2 separate regions of the Hordeum vulgare genome follow, and region 1 is linked to region 2. Evidence: chromatin contacts called from public Hi-C data. All regions are on one chromosome and are shown on one strand. The core of a region is the stretch at or near the end of the contact, and the rest is flanking DNA. Distances in the headings are between cores, read along the strand shown.

The links. A called contact is a pair of places that touch in the nucleus more often than the background predicts.
Region 1: a contact with region 2 is called in a Hi-C map of leaf, with 4 times the contacts expected there. The contact joins two enhancer-like sites. A contact is called at or near these places in 3 of 6 Hi-C or Micro-C datasets (leaf and seedling).

The regions. Positions count from the first base shown.
Region 1 is chr7H:162,194,919-162,199,486 of MorexV3_pseudomolecules_assembly, reverse strand. No RefSeq gene overlaps it. Among protein-coding and RNA genes, the nearest start is that of LOC123414458, 29 kb to the left of the region's middle. Within about 2 kb of position 2,321, at least 1 of the 3 cell types and tissues checked has open chromatin away from gene starts, as enhancers often do. A contact at or near this core is called in leaf, where this site is marked.
Region 2 is chr7H:161,642,752-161,647,685 of MorexV3_pseudomolecules_assembly, reverse strand. No RefSeq gene overlaps it. Among protein-coding and RNA genes, the nearest start is that of LOC123408049, 84 kb to the right of the region's middle. Within about 2 kb of position 1,350, at least 1 of the 3 cell types and tissues checked has open chromatin away from gene starts, as enhancers often do. A contact at or near this core is called in leaf, where this site is marked.

The DNA.
Region 1 (4,568 bases), core at 1,072-3,571, 550 kb before region 2:
GATCAATATGTGATGTGAACATAACGAAGCATAAAACACACTTACTAGAAAACAGTATTGAAATAGGAATTGAGTATAACAATACCCGGTTCCAATACAAAGGCAACCATCAATATCTATTCAATAAAACATTCCATGAGGCCACGCCGCCCATGTCACTATCGTCAAGATAGAGGCAACCTCAAAATTCATTAGATGCCTGGCATCTCCGTTTAGCTTGGCCTTGAAGGAACAAGTGTCTTCAATGTGACCGTTTGCGCCTCTCTCACCAACCATGAACTTCAAATGCAACATAGTATTTACCGTAACAACAATCACAAACCTCCTTGCGCCACACCAGTCACTAGCGGAGCCATGAAAAAGCTGGAATTCATGTTCCTCCACAACACAAACGATGGAACTGAGGGATAGATGAAAGACACCGTGCGGTTCTGATATGATAACTTCTACAATGGCCGCAACTGCATAACTAACAAGTGCAGCAGACATCTCAACTGTGGCACAATCACCGTTGATGGGAATTTCAGTTGGTTCCCATGGCATTAATAGTCCACGAAATTCCGACATTCCATCAATCAACTGTGTGTCATCTCCTTCGTTTTCTCCGTTCTCGATCCTCATGTCAAGCTCAAGTAGAACATCACAGTAAAATGCAATGCCTCTCTTAGGTCCGGTCATTTCAATCAAAGAACCCTGTAAAACTATTGTTGTTAGTACTTCATACAACAAAAAAACTGAAGTTAAATACTTATCTTGCAAATGATGCCAACAGATCAAGAAACAAGCAAATTAGTAGTTTTTCACAAACTCAAAACGTTCGCTAAACAGACCATAGTAAAAAAAAACGCACTCAGGTCTAAAATATCCATCAGATTATTAGACGTTCTCGCTTTACGTGGTGGTTCTCTGCGCATCAGGAAAATGCAGACCCATGAGGCACTAACTTATATGAAATGTAATTTAGCTAATTACCCCCTTGACCCTCAGGGGTCGTAACATCCACTGTTCTCTCATGTTCAATCCAGAGGATGTAGGATTGCAGGGTATGAATAGGGTGGGCATAACAAGCTAATCCGGTCTTTGGTTCTTCAGTTGCATTATAGACCTGGTATAATACGAAATCACTAGTTAGCGAATACACCTTCTAACGATTACTTTCATCTTCACAGGTTGTGACAAGTGACGCATTACATGCGTGCCACTTGTCGCAACGTGGGAGTTTTTCCTATTTTTCGTAGATTCGTATTTTCAATACGTTTTGTCTCCTAAACCGTGCGTTCAAATCTCGAACCGTTTTCACCATTGGCTTCTTGCGTCGAGATCTTCAAAACTAGATCCCATGTTGATAGGTTTTGACGAACTTTTTTTTCATAAAAAAACCGGAAGAAAAAAACGGACAAAAAAACCATGCCTCACGTGATAGAAAAAAACCGGACAAAAAAACCATGCCTCTCGTGAAGGAAAAACCGTGTCTCTTGCGAAAGCAAAACCGTGCCTCTCATGGATAAAAGAGAGAGCAAAAAACGCGTTTTTCCCTTTTCACGAGATGCACGGGCGTGCCTCTCGGAAAGGCAAAACCGTGCCTTTCGCGGAAGCAAAACTGTGGAGCTCGCAAAAAAGAAAAACAGAAAACGCGTTTTTCTCCTTTCGGGAGAGGCAAGGGCGTGCCTCTCGCGAAGGCAAAATGGTGCCTTTCGCGGAAGCAAAACCGTGCCTCTCGTAAAAAAACAGAAAACGCTTTTTTCCTTTCCGAAAGGCACGGACATGCCCCTTGCGAAGGCAAAATCGTGTCTTTCGTGAAAAAAAACCGTGTCTCTCGCAAAAAATTGAAAATGTGTTTTTTTCCTTTCCGAGAGGCACGGCCGTGCCTCTCGCGAAGGCAAAACCGCGTCTCTCGCAGAAAAAAACAAAAAACGAGTTTTCGGCGTAAAAAAACAAAAAATGCTTTTTTCGTGATTTTTTTTCGTCCAAAAGTTACGAAAGACCGGTGAAAAACCATAACACAAAAAATTCGAAAAAAACCACTCAAAAAAGGAGAAAACGCGTGCGAAAAAATAATGAATAAAACAAAATCCAAAGAGAACGCTCAGAGCACGACACGTAGCGACGGCTGGAAACGCGCCAACTGACAGCGCGCGAGAGCGATCGCTGGAAGGCTCGCGAGGGAGCGCTCGCTAACTAGTTGCTCTCGGTATAATATTGCTCACCTCGGTCCTACAACGAGGTTACTCAATTAAACTGAAGTAACAACCTCTATGGGCCATACCACCTAACTCCGTAACTCCCCAAGGCCCAAGTAAATGCTGCCAGGTCCCAACCCAAGGGAGCTCCTAATCGACACTTCAAGCGCCGGTTCGGGCAACTCACGCCTACAACGCCCAGAAACGGGCCGCGACCCACTAAGTAAATCCACTACCGTTCGTTTTTGCTAGGCTTGTTGATTTTTTAATGGATGTGGTGTATTATTAGTTCAGGAAAAAGACCGTTTTTGTTTTTTTACAATTTTGAATATATTTTGTAAATTAAAAAGTTCATAGATTTATTAAAAACAAATCACAAATTTAAAGAAAGTTTATTAGAATTTGAAAAAAGTTCATCAAATCCGAAAAAACGTTCATCGTACTTTAATAAACCTTCACCGATTTTTAAAAAAGTTCATCAAATTTGATAAAAGTTCATCATTTTTTGAAAAACGTTGACCGATTTTTTTTTGAAAAGTTCATCGATTCCGAAAAAATGTTCATCTTATTTTAAAAAACGTTCACCGATTTTTTAAATTTTTTTATAAAATTTGATAAAAGTTCATCATTTTTTGGAAAAACATTCACCGATTTTAAAAAAAAGTTCATCGATTACACAAAAATCTTCATCATATTTTTCAAAACGTTCGCTGATTTTTAGAAAAAGTTCACCAAATTTGATAAAAGGTCATATTTTTTGAAAAACGTTCACTTATTTAAAAAAATCATCGAATTTTATTAAAAGTTCATCATTTTTTTTAGAAAAAATTCATCAAATTTGAAAAGGTTCATAGATGTTGGAAAAAAAGTCACCTATTTTGAAAAATAGTTCATCAAATTTGATAAAAATTCATCATTTTTTAAACAAGTTCATCGAATTTGAAAAAAGTTCACAAATTGAAAAATAGTTCATCAGTTTTTAAAAAAGTTCATCCAATATAAAAAAGGGTCATCATAATTTAAAAAAATCATCAATATTCAAAAAAGTTCATAGAATATCCATAAAAAATTCGTAAAATTCTGAAAAGGGTTCATTGATTTGGAAAAATATTTGTTCGTTTGGAAAAAAAGTTAAACAGAAAATGGGTGTGTTTTTTTTAAAAAAAATGTAAAAAATATAAGAAAATTAATATGAAAATGAAAAAGTAATACAAATAGTAAAGAAAAAAAAACCCGAAGAAAAACCAGTCCTGAAAACTAAATAAAAAAACCCATCTAAAAAACTTTCGGAACCTTCACAAAACCGAAACCCCCTCCTCCCTGATGGGCCGGCCCATGACCGAATGCTGCAGGCATCGGTTAAGCAGAATGCACTTTAACCCTACAAGGTAGCAGCCACGCTTCGACTCATCTTCCTGAAGGCAACTCAGCAGCGAGAACTGGCAGTTATGACCTGCGAGTCTGCCATGCAATGGACGCCAGCAAGAACAGACTAATTCTTCAAGTCGAAGGCTATTTTGAAGGGGTGGAACTGGGCCACTCCAGGCACAGTAACAGGGATAGCACAACAAAACCTTAAGCTTTCCGGTACTCCTGCTGTTATGACCACCAACACAGTAATCCGTCTGTTACTTTTACCCCATGGGCTATATAACACTATCCAAGCATCTATTACTGGAAGAATATTAGGAGCTTGTAGTATGCCATCAGAAGTACTCCCTCCCTGAAATGTATGGCGCACTTGATTCTTGCAGTCTTCAATGTACGAGATTGAAAAAGATTTTTGCTCATAATATGTCTGTAAAGTTAGTGTAAGGAAATATAGCATAAAAATAATTTTTAAGATAAATGAAAGATGCCATTCAAGTATGTCCTTTTCATGTATGTTGGTATATATTACCGGTCAAAGTCAGAATCGAAGATAGTGAAAAGTTAAGCATGCCTTGACATTGGGAAAAGGGAGTACATCGATTTCGATCTCATTATTTACTGGATGTAATGTACAATGGATGCAGATAAGTATTGATATTCACCTGTTGTACGATGATGGGATCTTCTCTGCTCCGATTGAAAATATAATTAAGCCTTAAGTCATATTCATCTCGTGCCGCAATGTATCCATATAACTGTATTGAACCACTGTTGATAGGAGATATAGCTAACTTTAAGGAGAAAATATGCATCATCTCACGTGTCATATTATCCCAAGATGCTGGCTCCAGCTAAGCTTCACCAAGGATATTATATAGCTGTTGTTAGTTAACATGCAACTGATAAATGAATACTATAAGTAACTTACGTTGTGTAGCACATATTTAAGGGCCTGCAAATAGGTAAGAACGGCCTATTCAAATCCATGCGCAAACTATGTGGGTAGGTATGAGTATG
Region 2 (4,934 bases), core at 101-2,600:
TTTTATTCCCTCTCATTTTTTTGAGAAGTTTCAAATTCCACTCAAGTTTCAATCACTCAAACAAACAAACAAACAATCATTCTAATAATTATATTAACATTCCAAAATTTATAATTTTGGGATATTACATTATGCATGGGCAGATCCAACAAGATACTACTATACCTCGACCCAAAATCATCACCTGTGAGAGGTGGGTGTTTCGGTCACACAAAGACAAAAATAAGCTTTAGTTGCACACTTTAATGTTCAAATTTGAAGTTGTTTGTTCAAAATCTATATTAAAATGCAAAGAGTCTTGCCTATAAAATAATTGTATTTTACGCATAAAAAAACAAATATTGTTCTTCCCGTTGCAACGCACGGCCATTTGTGCTAGTATATATATATATATATGTTCCTGATGTATCCGGAAAAAAGGAAAATGTGTATGGAAAAAACTAGACATGAAAACATATATATGAAAAAGTGTTGATCATGTATTAAAAAAAGTTCTCAAATTGTATTAGAAAATCTGCAAGATGTATAATTAATGTACAATTGTTTCTGCAAAAGTGGACATAAAATAGGTATTAAAAATAGTAACCATGCCTTTAAAAAATGTAAGATCCGCATAATACATATTCCTGTATAATAAATGTATGTAAGCCAAAAGTAGTAGACATAAAAACAATTTTTTTTTAAAGTGTTACATAATTATTTGAAAAAGTTAAATTCGTGTATAAAAATGATCCCGGTGTATACAAAAATGATGCAAATTGTACATGGAAAAATAGTTAACAACAAAACATATATGTTTAAACAAATTTTAAATCATGTAATTGGAAAAATCTCAACGTGTGCACAAAAATGATTCATGTATCTGAATAAATGATAAACGTGTAAAAAAGGTTCTTATTCTCTACAAAAAAGAGAACGAACAAAACTGATGGAAATGGAAAAAATATATAAAAATGAGAAAACTAACATGGAAACCAAATCCAAAACAATGGAAACAACAGAAGAAAAATAGAAGAAAGCCGATGGAAACCAGTGCAAAAGAATTGGAAAAGGCGAGAACCGAGAAAAAACAAAGAAAAACAGAGGAATGAATGAGGAAAGAAACAAAGAAAATTGTAGAACAAAGAGGAAAATAAAAAAGAAAAGAAAACAGAATACGAAGAAAACACAGTAGCAAAAACCGGCAAAGGAACCAGAAGCCTGGTGAAAAAACAAAGAAAACCATAACGAAATGAAGAAATCAGAAGAAAAATATATGAAAAAAGAAGAAGAGCGCAGCTAACAACGTGCGTGCGAACGAGTGCTAAAATGGCCAGCCCAGTAAAGTATTGGCACCTCAATATTTCACGCGAGACAATAGGTATTCTCGCCATAAGCGAGATATAATTCGCGTGATCAAACATATACCTGTAGTGCCCCATTATTTACTATTGGACCAACCCAACTATCAAGGCTTCTCTTCTCACTTTTGGAGGAACCTTCTAGAATTTCATAAACCGTTTTGTTCTTTTCCTTTTTTTGGTTTTCTTGTTTCATTTTATGATTTTCGTTTTGTCTTTTCCTTTCTCATTTCACAAACATTTGTTTCAAATTATGATTGTTTTTAATTCACAAACTTTATTTCATAAAATGAAACATTTAGAATTTGTGAGTATTTATTTGATGTTTAGGTTAATTTCTCAAATTCATGATCATTTTATGAAGTCATGGGCATTTTTTAAATCCATTAGTAGTTTTCAAAAGACTAAATAATTTTCAAATTCGCGAGCTTTTTGAAATCGAGCGACGTATTTTGAAATACGTGAACAATTTTCCTACTTCGGTAACATTTTTAAAATTTGGGTTTAAATTCTGTAATCCGGGAACATTTTTAAAGAAGCAAGAACAGGTTGTTGTATTAGCTAGTATATAGTACATTTGCGAATTGTGATTGCTCATGTGTGTATTCTTTTATTACGGGCCTCTCAATTTTTAAAACATGTGGGCATGTTTATGAAGTTCAGGTTTTGTTTTGGGGGCAAGCAAGGTCTAAGATTGGGGAAGCTGACGTGTGCATTTTTCATCACAATTTTAGAAGATAAATATTGTACTTTAATACCATTTAACCATCTTTTCCATCAATTTAACTATGTTTATCTTAAAACATGGAGAATTGGAGAATTGATTCCCGAAGATGATGTGAGGATGGAATTTGTACCGTCGTGAAGAAAGTGTGATACGAGAGTCCCAAAAAATAAAACAAAAATGGTTTGTTGTGTTTGGGACCAAAAGAGGTTAGGAGCTAGAGGGAGGCTGCCAAGTGGGCCATGGGGTGCCTAGACGCCGACCATGCTAGGGCGCCTATGACCCACATATCCACTTGGTGACCCCAAGAATTTTAGGGTCCTTCCCTAGGTGATTTATCCATATTAATTTTCCCTTGATTTTACCGCAGTGGCTACAAAGCGGGAACCTAGTTAGTCCTATGTGAAAGTGCATGTAGTCCCCATGTGTGGTTTTGGTAATTGATGACAATTCTAATGGAGTAATGTTTGCATTGACTTATACATTTTAAGGAATGTTCTGTTTGCAATGCATGAAGAATATTGGATGATTTGAAGTATGCTTGTTCAATGAATATGCAAGAAGGATCTCGAATGAATTCTAAATGAATGTCATATACATATTGTTGTGCATGCATCAAGGATGAGCTCAATGATTGAATCAAATATGATACGATCAAGATGAATTCCATGTGATGAACAAGATGTGATATATGTGGAGTTCATTGAGGATCTCACACATTCTAATGCTTTGGCTTATGGTTTGAACCATGATGGATTAAGATCTTGAGAGAATAATTAAAGAGAAGAATTCCACATATGTCTTGAAAATAGGATCACGATGAGCTCATATGTTGAGTCATGGATGATTATGTCTTGAAGCAAGTAATTCAAGTGAAGAATTCATTGTGCCTCTTAAAAACTATGTTGTATCATCAAGACGAGCAAGTTATAGCCAATATTAGACTCATAGACAAACTTGATATGGTAATGGTGAATTGAGATATTGGTAATCATTTCTTAAAGAAATGAAGCCTAATAAGAAATCAAAAGGGCCTTCAAGACATCAAGATTAATCATGGATCAAAGATAAATGTTGACCAAGATGAAGATGAAAGAGTTAACCCAAAGTTGGTCATCACATAAGCGCAAATGATGTACCACATGGGATCTTGTGATATGCTAAGTAATCGCAAATTGCACTTTGTGTATTGTCTGTGTTTATGAGGATTATGTAATTCTCATGGGCTCGCATCAAGAGAGAGATTCCAAGTGTCCATTAGAGGATGACATCAAGTGTCCATGATCATGTTTTACAATGGCAAGTTCAAGATAACCATCCCTAAGGATTACATGCTTGAAGCTTGTAGATGTTCACATGACAGACAAGTGAAGATGAATACAAAGCTAGGCTTTCCACATTGTGTATGGGAGAGCAACTTTGTCACGCCCAAAGATGTGATCCTATCCTCAATTTGGCACGAGGGCCTCATCGGGGATAGAAGCGCATCTCGTCGTTTCGCAAGAATGGATATCGTTACAAGTACATGTACTGAAAAGATGAGATATATATATAGAATTGGCTTACACTCGCAACAAGCTACATCAGAGTCACATCAGTACAATACATAATCATCACGAAGAAGAGCAGGGTCCGACTACGGACGAAAATAAACGAGAAAATAAGAACGACGTCCATCCTTGCTATCCCAGGCTGCCGGCCTCGAACCCGTCTTAGATCGATGAAGAAGAAGACAAAGAAGCAACTCCAAATGAACAATCAACGCGCTCGCGTCAAGTAACCTTTACCTATACCTGCAACTGGTGTTGTAGTAATCTGTGAGCCATAGGGGAATCAGCAATCTCGTTTCCAAAGGTATCAAGACTAGCAAAGCTTAATGGGTGAGATAAGGCTAAGTGTTGAGGTTGCAGCAGCGGCTAAGCATTTATTTGGTGGCTAACTTACGAGTACAAGAAATAAGAGGGGGAAGATATACGCATACCGGACGTGACTACTGAAGATCAAATGAATGAACCTGAACACCTACCTACGTCGGACATAACCCCACCGTGTCCTCGATCGAAGAAAGAAATCACGAAAGAGACAGTCACGGTTACGCACACAGTTGACATGTTTTAATTAAGTTACTTCAAGTTATCTAGAACCAGTGTTAAACAAAGTTTCCACGTTGCCACATAACCGCGGGCACGACTTTCTGAAAGATTTAACCCTGCACGGGTGCTCCAACTAGTCCATCACAAATTACCACAAGCCGCATAGAAGTCCTCAATCACGAAGCTCGCGATCTCGTCGGACTCCTTAGTGGAAAACCTCAACTATGAGATTATCCAAAGCATCACCGGAATCCCGATGCACAAGATATCTCGTCAAAGGTAAAACTAATCCAGTATGGCCGCCCGACGTGTCGACGATCCCGATAGGAGCCGCGTATCTCGTTCTCAGGACACGACGGATAAGCGAAGCATACGGTGGCCTGATAGACATCACCCGAGTTGCCCCGGGTTGGCCCCGCACGGTGCTCTATTTTGGACCAGCACCATCAGCACTGGCCCACCCTGTATTATGTAGAATTACTCCTCGGGTAGCACTAACTCCCAATGCATTTCAGTGTTAACAAAATCATTATGTTAAGAAAATGTAGTACCAATGTTGGGCCTTGCTAGACCACCTTTAATCTAAAACGAATTATCAAGGGGGTTCCCATAACAACCCCGATCGTGTTAGGAGCGCTCAATTATGGAACATAACACCGGTAGCCGAAACTAAGGGGGCAAAGGTGGAACAAAACACCAGGATAGAAAGGCCGAGCCTTCCACCTTTTACCAAGTATATAGGTGCAGTAAATTAAATAGCAATAATATGGTGATATA